2 separate regions of the Hordeum vulgare genome follow, and region 1 is linked to region 2. The links are chromatin contacts, called in public Hi-C maps. All regions are on one chromosome and are shown on one strand. Each heading gives the region's core, a stretch centred on a gene start, on an enhancer-like site or on the middle of the called end of the contact. The rest is flanking DNA. Distances are from core to core; before and after follow the strand shown.

What was found. Hi-C and Micro-C count contacts between places; a contact is called where the count stands out from the background.
Region 1: a Hi-C map of seedling shows a contact between it and region 2, with 4 times the contacts expected there. The contact joins the promoter of LOC123398263 here to the promoter of LOC123451758 in region 2. A contact is called at or near these places in 2 of 6 Hi-C or Micro-C datasets (leaf and seedling) and 1 of 1 datasets of contacts at active chromatin or transcription factors (embryo).

The regions. Positions count from the first base shown.
Region 1 is chr5H:261,538,754-261,542,300 of MorexV3_pseudomolecules_assembly, reverse strand. LOC123398263 (protein ROH1-like) reads left to right here and starts at 2,180. Exons shown (of 1, transcript XM_045092751.1): 1 at 2,180-3,547. The coding sequence starts at 2,466.
Region 2 is chr5H:261,229,034-261,233,133 of MorexV3_pseudomolecules_assembly, reverse strand. LOC123451758 (protein FAM135B-like) reads right to left here and starts at 2,758. Exons shown (of 14, transcript XM_045128289.1): 1 at 2,025-2,758; 2 at 1,485-1,576; 3 at 465-619; 4 at 313-377; 5 at 13-199. The coding sequence starts at 2,248.

The DNA of each region.
Region 1 (3,547 bases), core at 931-3,430, 310 kb before region 2:
CATCTTACCTGCTCGGGGGTAAGCGAATCCATCTCGTTGGTGTATTGCTTGTACAATAGGTTCACTTCGCTTGCCACCTCTGATACCAAGTCCCACTTGTAAGCCCATGTAGGTTGCCGTACAGGGTTGTCGTGGTCATCCCAGGTATTCCACTGTGAGCTTTTAGGGCGTCCAACAGGTAGGCGTTCCCAGCTCCATACCGAAAGTAGGAGCATACAACCACCAACTCCACCGTCCTTTGTGGTCCTGCGACAAGCATCGTCCAACTAGAAGTAACAACAAACATGCATCAGTTTAGCAGAAAAAGATAACATAGAGTACTTAATACTAACAATTTATTACTTGCCGATACAAGTAAGCCAATGCGGCCGAGCCTCAGCTGAACTGTTGTCGAAAACAGTCAACTCCTTCAGCCACATCCATGGAGCATTCTTGCCAGTGCCGTCAGCAAAGATAGTCCTAGAGATGACGTACCACATGTACACGCGAGCATACCTCTGGATCACCTCGTCATCTGCGTCCTCGGGACAATGAGCAAAGTTCGCGGCAATCCAAGTGAAAGGAGCGCCGACCGGGACTCTATCTTTCTTCCCTCCATCTTCTACCTCCGGCTCCTGCGGCGACATACCAATAAGAGCCTCCATTTGTTGCCGCCATCCCTCGGAATCAGTGCTCATACAAAGAGGCTTCCCCTCGATCGGAAGTGCGGTGATCATGGAAACATCTTGAAGAGTAACCGTCATCTCTCCGGTTCGGAGGTGAAAACTATGTGTCTCCGGCCTCCAACGATGAATAAGTGTTGTGACTGCCGCAACGTTCAGATTGGGCGTTGACCGACTCACAAGCTGCACGAATGGAAGGAGTCCTCTCATCTCGATGTATGGGGTGTATCGCTCATCGTACTGCATTACAGACGATGCCCCATGAGACCGGATCTTCAAGGGCGTAAGCTCCTGCAAACAGATAGGAGAAGAAGATATCAAGTGCTTATTACATTTTCAAAAAATTACTCATCTACTAATCATTTCTACTTACCATTTTCTTCTCCGACATGAAATAGGCCCGGTGTTCAATGTCATAAACATTATTCAGAAGCCACACCATCCTACAAATCACAAAAAATACTCATATTCAAAAAATTACTCATCTACATATCCTAACTACTCAAATCCTAAGAACTCATATGAACTACTACTACTCATATACTCATATACTAACTACTAATATGAACTACTACTACTCATATACTCATATACTAACTACTAATATGAACTACTACTACTCATATACTCATATACTAACTACTAATACTAACTATTAATACTAACTACTAATATGAACTACTACTACTCATATACTAACTACTAATATAATAACTCCTAATACTCATATACTAACTACTAATATACTAACTACTCAAATCCTAAGAACTCATATCCTAACTAGTCAAACTCTAAGAACCTACTCAAATCAATCTACTCAACAAAAACCTATTCCACTTGGATAGAAGGATGGGAAACGGAAGGAGATGGGGGAGGAGATTACCTTGGGGGATCAATCCAAGGAAGAAATCAGCAGATCTGAAGGAGATGGCGGAGGGGATTAGGGATTCGAAGAGAGCCAGCCGCCGCCGTTGCTGTTTCTGTTTGAATGAGGGAGGGGAATGGGGAGGGGGTGGGGAGGGGGCTGGCCCGTGGACAGTTAAGTCAATGTATGGCACCTAAGCGTTCGGCGCCACACATTACAATGTGTGACGCCTGAGGCTTAGGCGTCACACGTCCTGGGGGGTGGGCCCTCCCTGCCAGGTGGTTGGGGGGTGTGGCGCCGAAGGTCTAGGCGTCACACAGTGTAGTGTGGCGCCTAGGTATCGAGCGTCACACAAAAGGGTCAGCCGGATGACATATTTTCTCCGAGGGGTCACTACGTGAGTTCTTTTTCCTAGGGATCATTTTTATCAATTTTGCCAAACATGTACGAGTAGTGCACTAGTATAGCTATAAAAAGCGATGCTAAAAAGGAAGAAACGATGCTAACCGTTAGCAGCAATACCAGAACCGGAAGGACTTTATGGTAAAACAACCCAGCGAGAACGTGAAGAAAACATTCCAGGCACAAAAGAAGGAATTCCCCCAGCCTATAAATAAATACTCCCACAAGCATTTCATGATCAGCGCACTCCTGCCATCACAGCCTCCCAAAAAACAAGCTCATATTTATTTACTCCATTAATTTAATACATCTCCATTTTAAGTAGGGAACCCCCTAATCTCACGCCTTGATATAAAATTCCACCGCTCTCCTCCCACCCTCCTCGCATTGCCACATTCCCCATTCCCATTCTCATTCCCTGCCCCGCTCCGTCTCCGCGACAGATGCGCCGGGCCCCGCACCCGCTAGCCCGCTGAGCCCGCCCGCCCGCCCGCGCGCGCGAGATCCGCCTCCGGCCGGCGACCTCGCCGGAGGCCATGCCGGTGACGGACTACCAGGGGGCCTCCTCCTCCCCGTCGCCCTTCTCTTTCGGCTCGCTCCTCTCGCTCCGCCGCGACCACACGGCCATGCCGTCGGGCGAGGAGGCCGACCTCGAGCTCTTCCAGCGCCACCTGGCCGCCAACCTCGGGGACCTGCTGCCCGCGGAGGGGGCCGAGGGAGCGCCGCCGCCGGAGGAGATCCTCTCCGTCGCCTGGATCCGCCGCCTCCTCGAGGCCTTCATCCTCTGCCAGGAGGAGTTCCGGGTCGTGCTGGCGCAGGCGCGCCGCCGCGGGGCGCTGCCGGCCGCGGCCGAGAGGCTCGTCGCCGAGTTCCACGAGAGGGCCGTCAAGGCGCTCGACGTCTGCAACGCCGCGCGCGACGGCGTCGACCAGGTGCGCCGCTTCGAGCGCCTCGCCGACATCGCCGCCTCCGTTCTGCTCGCTCCCGGGGAGATCCACGAGGGCCAACTCCGCCGCGCCCGCAAGGCCGTCTCCGACCTCTCCGTCCTGCTCGTCGACGACACCACCGCCGCCGCCAGCGGGGGCGTCGCCTCCTTCCTCGCTTCCCACCGCAACCGCTCCTTCGGCCGCGCCCGCGCGTCCCCGTCGCGCGCCTCGGTCGTCGGCTCCTCCGCCACCGCCTCCGCCTCCCATTTCCGCTCCCTCTCGTGGAGCGTGTCCCGCGCGTGGTCGGCGTCGCGCCAGCTGCAGGCCATAGGGGCCGGGCTGACCGCGCCGCGAGCGCACGAGGGAGGGCTCGTGGCGCCGGTCTACGCCATGGGCTGCATACTCCACTTCACGGCGTGGGCGCTCGTCGCCGCCGTCCCGTGCCCGGACCGGTCCAGCGCGCTCCTGGCGCACCACCTGCCCGTGGCGCCAGCGCGCGCTGCATTCCCCTGGGCGGCACCTCTCCTCACCCTGCAAGAACGCCTAGCCGAGGAGGGGAAGCGCAAGGAGAGGCGCTCTTCCTGCGGCCTGCTCAAGGAAATCCAGGTGCTTGAGAAGGCCATACAGAAGCTCGCCGACGCCATTGACGCGGCCCCTATCCCGCTCTTCGGAGACAGGGAGGTGGACGTGCG
Region 2 (4,100 bases), core at 1,509-4,008:
AAACCTGTGTACCTTCAATGATGATTTATTTGCACCAGCTTTCAGGTACACTATATGCAATGTCAGATCGACAAGCACCGCGTGGAATGCATCAAAGTGAACTGGACAATATGAATGTAAGCCCAGGAGTGCTTTGCGTGGGATCCTAAATTCATGTACGGCAGCTGAAGATGTAGCACTAGAAGATTGGATATCAGATCTGAAACAGAAGCAATAACCCCATCAGTCTTGGCAAATGAAAACCATAAGCTGCACATGACTGAACTAAATCTCAGAAGAAAGAATGCACATATAAATTAGAACTAGACTCACCCATTCTCCAGTGTTGGGGCATATATTAACTCGTACTTCAATATCACAGCAGAAGCTGCTGGACCCTTGAAAAAATAAAATATGTGCTCTCATAAGGCTGCAATTAGTTAATTCGAAAGGGGAAAAGGAATGCTAACATTCGAATTTCCAACCTCTTCTGCACCGTTGAGTATGTTGAAAGACACCATAACCGATAGATATATGTCCTGTCGAGCATACTTGATTCTGAATGGCTGTGTGTAGAAGCTGTTATCAGCGTCATCTATTCTCCAAATGCCTAAAGCATCGTCCGCACCGACATCAGGAGCTGCACAATCCACCTAGCATGTCATTATCTATTAGCTAATGATTGGCAAGGACACTAACAAAAGAATCTTTCAAGTAATTGCAACCAGATAAAAAAACCTTGGAATCTGGAACGCTTGTTTTCGTGTACAATGAAGATAAATAGACATAAACATATGTGATTTAGATGAGAGTCCACAGATATTTGGTACAACATTGTCACCATGTTAAACAGATGGTCCGGTAGACCAGTACAGATCAGTAGATCACATTCTCCATAATACTGTAGCACACTGTTTGGTGGGCCTGGGCCACATACTTAGCTGTGAAATCTCAGCTGCCTGTCATTGTCTCATCACAAGATAAGGTGCACTTTGTAAACTACCGCAATTTATCAGTTGGTTCGTCTAGAAGGAATACAAGCCTCGACAAAGATTAACAGACATATCACATATATTATGTGTGCTGCATGATAATTATAGTACACGACATTGACATGCTTGTACAGTTCGTATCCAGCTATGCAACATGCCTCTTGATGTTATCTAAGAAGGATAGGTAGATTGCAACAAGGTAGGTTGATAGATTTATACAAGCAAGGTAGAGCTTAAAAGTTAAAACCATAACAGTCCAATGTAAGTACATAGGTAGACTTCATTTTCTGCACTAGGAAACAGTAGCATGGTTCTTCTCGACTATAGTACTGAATATTGACAACAATCAAACAGTTAGTATGAACTTTTAGCTCACTACACAAATTCAAGAACCTCACAGATTGCAAAGGTATCAATTTAAACATGTATTTCCTTGAAATCATGTGAAAATAACAGAAGCACTGAAGCAGGCGATCACATCATACTGTCCCTCGTTAGAAGAGATGGACGCACCTTCGTACTGGACTACCCTTGCGGGTGAAGCTGGTGTCTTGCTACCGCTTTCACCCTCCTCCCACATTGCACTAATCTTCATCTGGTACCATCTGCACATAACCCAATACTCGTTTCACAACGAAGAACAGCACTCCCTAGTTGACATAAAATATAAAAATTTCGGAGATCCAGAAATATGGAGACAAAGATCTGCATGCCGTCTCGCAGCGCAAAAATGTGTATGGACAAACTCAGAACTGCCAGTACGAGGGGGGGGGGGGGGGGGGGGGGAGGTCTGACTCGCAAAAAAGAAAAAAGAAAAACCGAATTAACACGAAATGCTCCAACAAACCAAAACTATTGACTAAGTTTGTACCGAAACTTTGTATTGGCTTTTTTACATGTCACAAAAAAATGAAACTTTTTAACTCAAACCACTTGGAACTTTAGTATAGTCAAAAAAGAGAATAGTGAAACTAAACCCAAGAAGAAGAAAAAAGACATCCACGGAAAAGAAAAGACCAAAAGCAAGCATCTCCACGAGACACGGCTCCATACCCTTGCTGGAAGAGATCGAGGTTGTGGAAGCGGTGGATGTAGACGGCCACCTCGTGCACCGTCTCCATAACGTCCGGCGGGCGGAAGCAGATGGCCCTCTTGGCCCCCGGCCCCGCGGCGGCGTTGTGCACGCGGCCGGACGCCGGCGAAACCCTCCTGGTGGCTCCACGCGGGCTGCCCTGGTCAACGGCGCCGCCGACGAGGCACTTCATGCGGCCGAACATGGCCGCCCCGCCCGCCCCGATCCGCGCATCACTTGGCCGATCCCTGGGCTAGCGAGCTCTAGGGTTGGGGCTTGGGACCCCGCGGGAGTAGGACGCAGGGGAGGCCAAACGCGTTGGCGGGGGAGAAGGAGAGGGCGGCGGCGTAGCACGTCAGTGGGCTTGGCTAGTTGGCAGATCGGGAAGGAATGATGGGAGGTAGGAGTAGTTGGTTAATGGCGGCGGCGGCGGCGGCGCGAGTTTGGCACGTGGGGCCTGGGCGGCGGCGTAGAGGCCGGGCGGTGGGGCCCGGTCGCCGGAGGGTCCGGAGATCGGAGGCGGAGTAGTGGGAGAAGGAGGCGGCGGTAGAGCTGGTGAGAAAGAGCCAAAGAGGAGGAGGGTGAAGGGGGAGAGAAAGGTTGGAAGGGGATTTTTAATGGCTGGCTCGTGTCACAGACATGTGGCGGCCGAGTTGCAAGTGAGCGCGGCTCGATGGAGCTGTTTGAGGGGAACGGCGGGCACGGTCGTGTAGGGTGCACGTGGAGTCGGAGGAGTGGAGGAGACAATTTTATGGCCGTAACTCTACCGGGTACACAAGCAGGTAGCAGGTCGTTAGGGTTGGCGGTCCCACCTGTAGGCATCTTGAGTTTTTTTAGCCATCTTCGAGTTAGAGCATCTCCAACGGCAGTCGTTGGTATAAATGTCCACATCAACAGCCAACAGCACATCATATATGCTTTTCAATGTACTATATGTTAACCGTATATAAAATAACTAAACGAGTTCACAAAATGTTGAAGAAATGATCATGTTTGCCTCGGAGCTTGTTCCTGAACCGTTGCTTCAAGTTCATACGATTGCATTCTCTCTCTTCTTTCATTATATGACATGTCATTAAAAGCGTCTATGTGACAATTTTACCAACGATGATCATACGACTATTGGAGATGCCCTTAGTTGGTACTAGTACTAGTTTCTTCACAAAAAAAGTTAGTTAAAGTTCTAATGTATCTTTGAAATTAGGCGGGTCCATCATCCGCACGCGGCTGCTTTGTCGCACTAGGGTTAGGGTTCTCTCATTGGGGGTGGTGTTTTCTCCGGTGGTTCTCGGGGTGGCGATGGCACTGATCAGCGACGCTTTCACTCTCCTATGACGAGCCTATGGCAAAGTGATCGGGGAGAGGAGTGGCTACTGCAAAGGAGATGACCATTCCATGAGCAGAAGCGACAACGGGCGCGACAAGGAGGAAATCTTCAATATCTCTCGCAGACCGCAAGACTTCTAGGGAGGCCTCCAGCCCCTCGACTAAGCTAGGCGAGTTGATCGTGATGAAGAAAGAACATCACGGTTTCGGATCCGTCTCTAGAACAAGTTAGTGTTGCAAGATGGTCTATGATGGGCAAGGTGTACTCGACGAGGCTGCTCAATAACCGTCCTCTCGAGAGGACGATGCAAAAGGTTAGGGGCTTACATAGGGAAGAACAATTCAAGGATAATAAAAGGAATATATCCGTGGTCACGTGCGGGGGTGAAGGTGATTGGAGGCCTTCGTTGAACAATTGACCATGCAATGGGCCTCAAAGATTATGAAGGGAACGTACGTCCTTCGAAGATGGTTTCATGTGGTGGAATTTTTACCTATTTTTGGGCCAGCCCAAGGTACAATTTTAGAAATTCCTAATAAATCCTAGAGGCCCACGCAGGCCTTTTGTGCAAGGCAAGAGGTGGAAAAGTTTAGTCCCACATTGCTAGTTTAGTGGGATTTGGACCTCCTTATAAGGGAGAATGTTTCCACACATGTATAAGCACAGATCTGGCCAAACGGGCCGGGTAAATGGGTCGGCCCGACAGCCCGCGTGGCTGGCACGACACGGG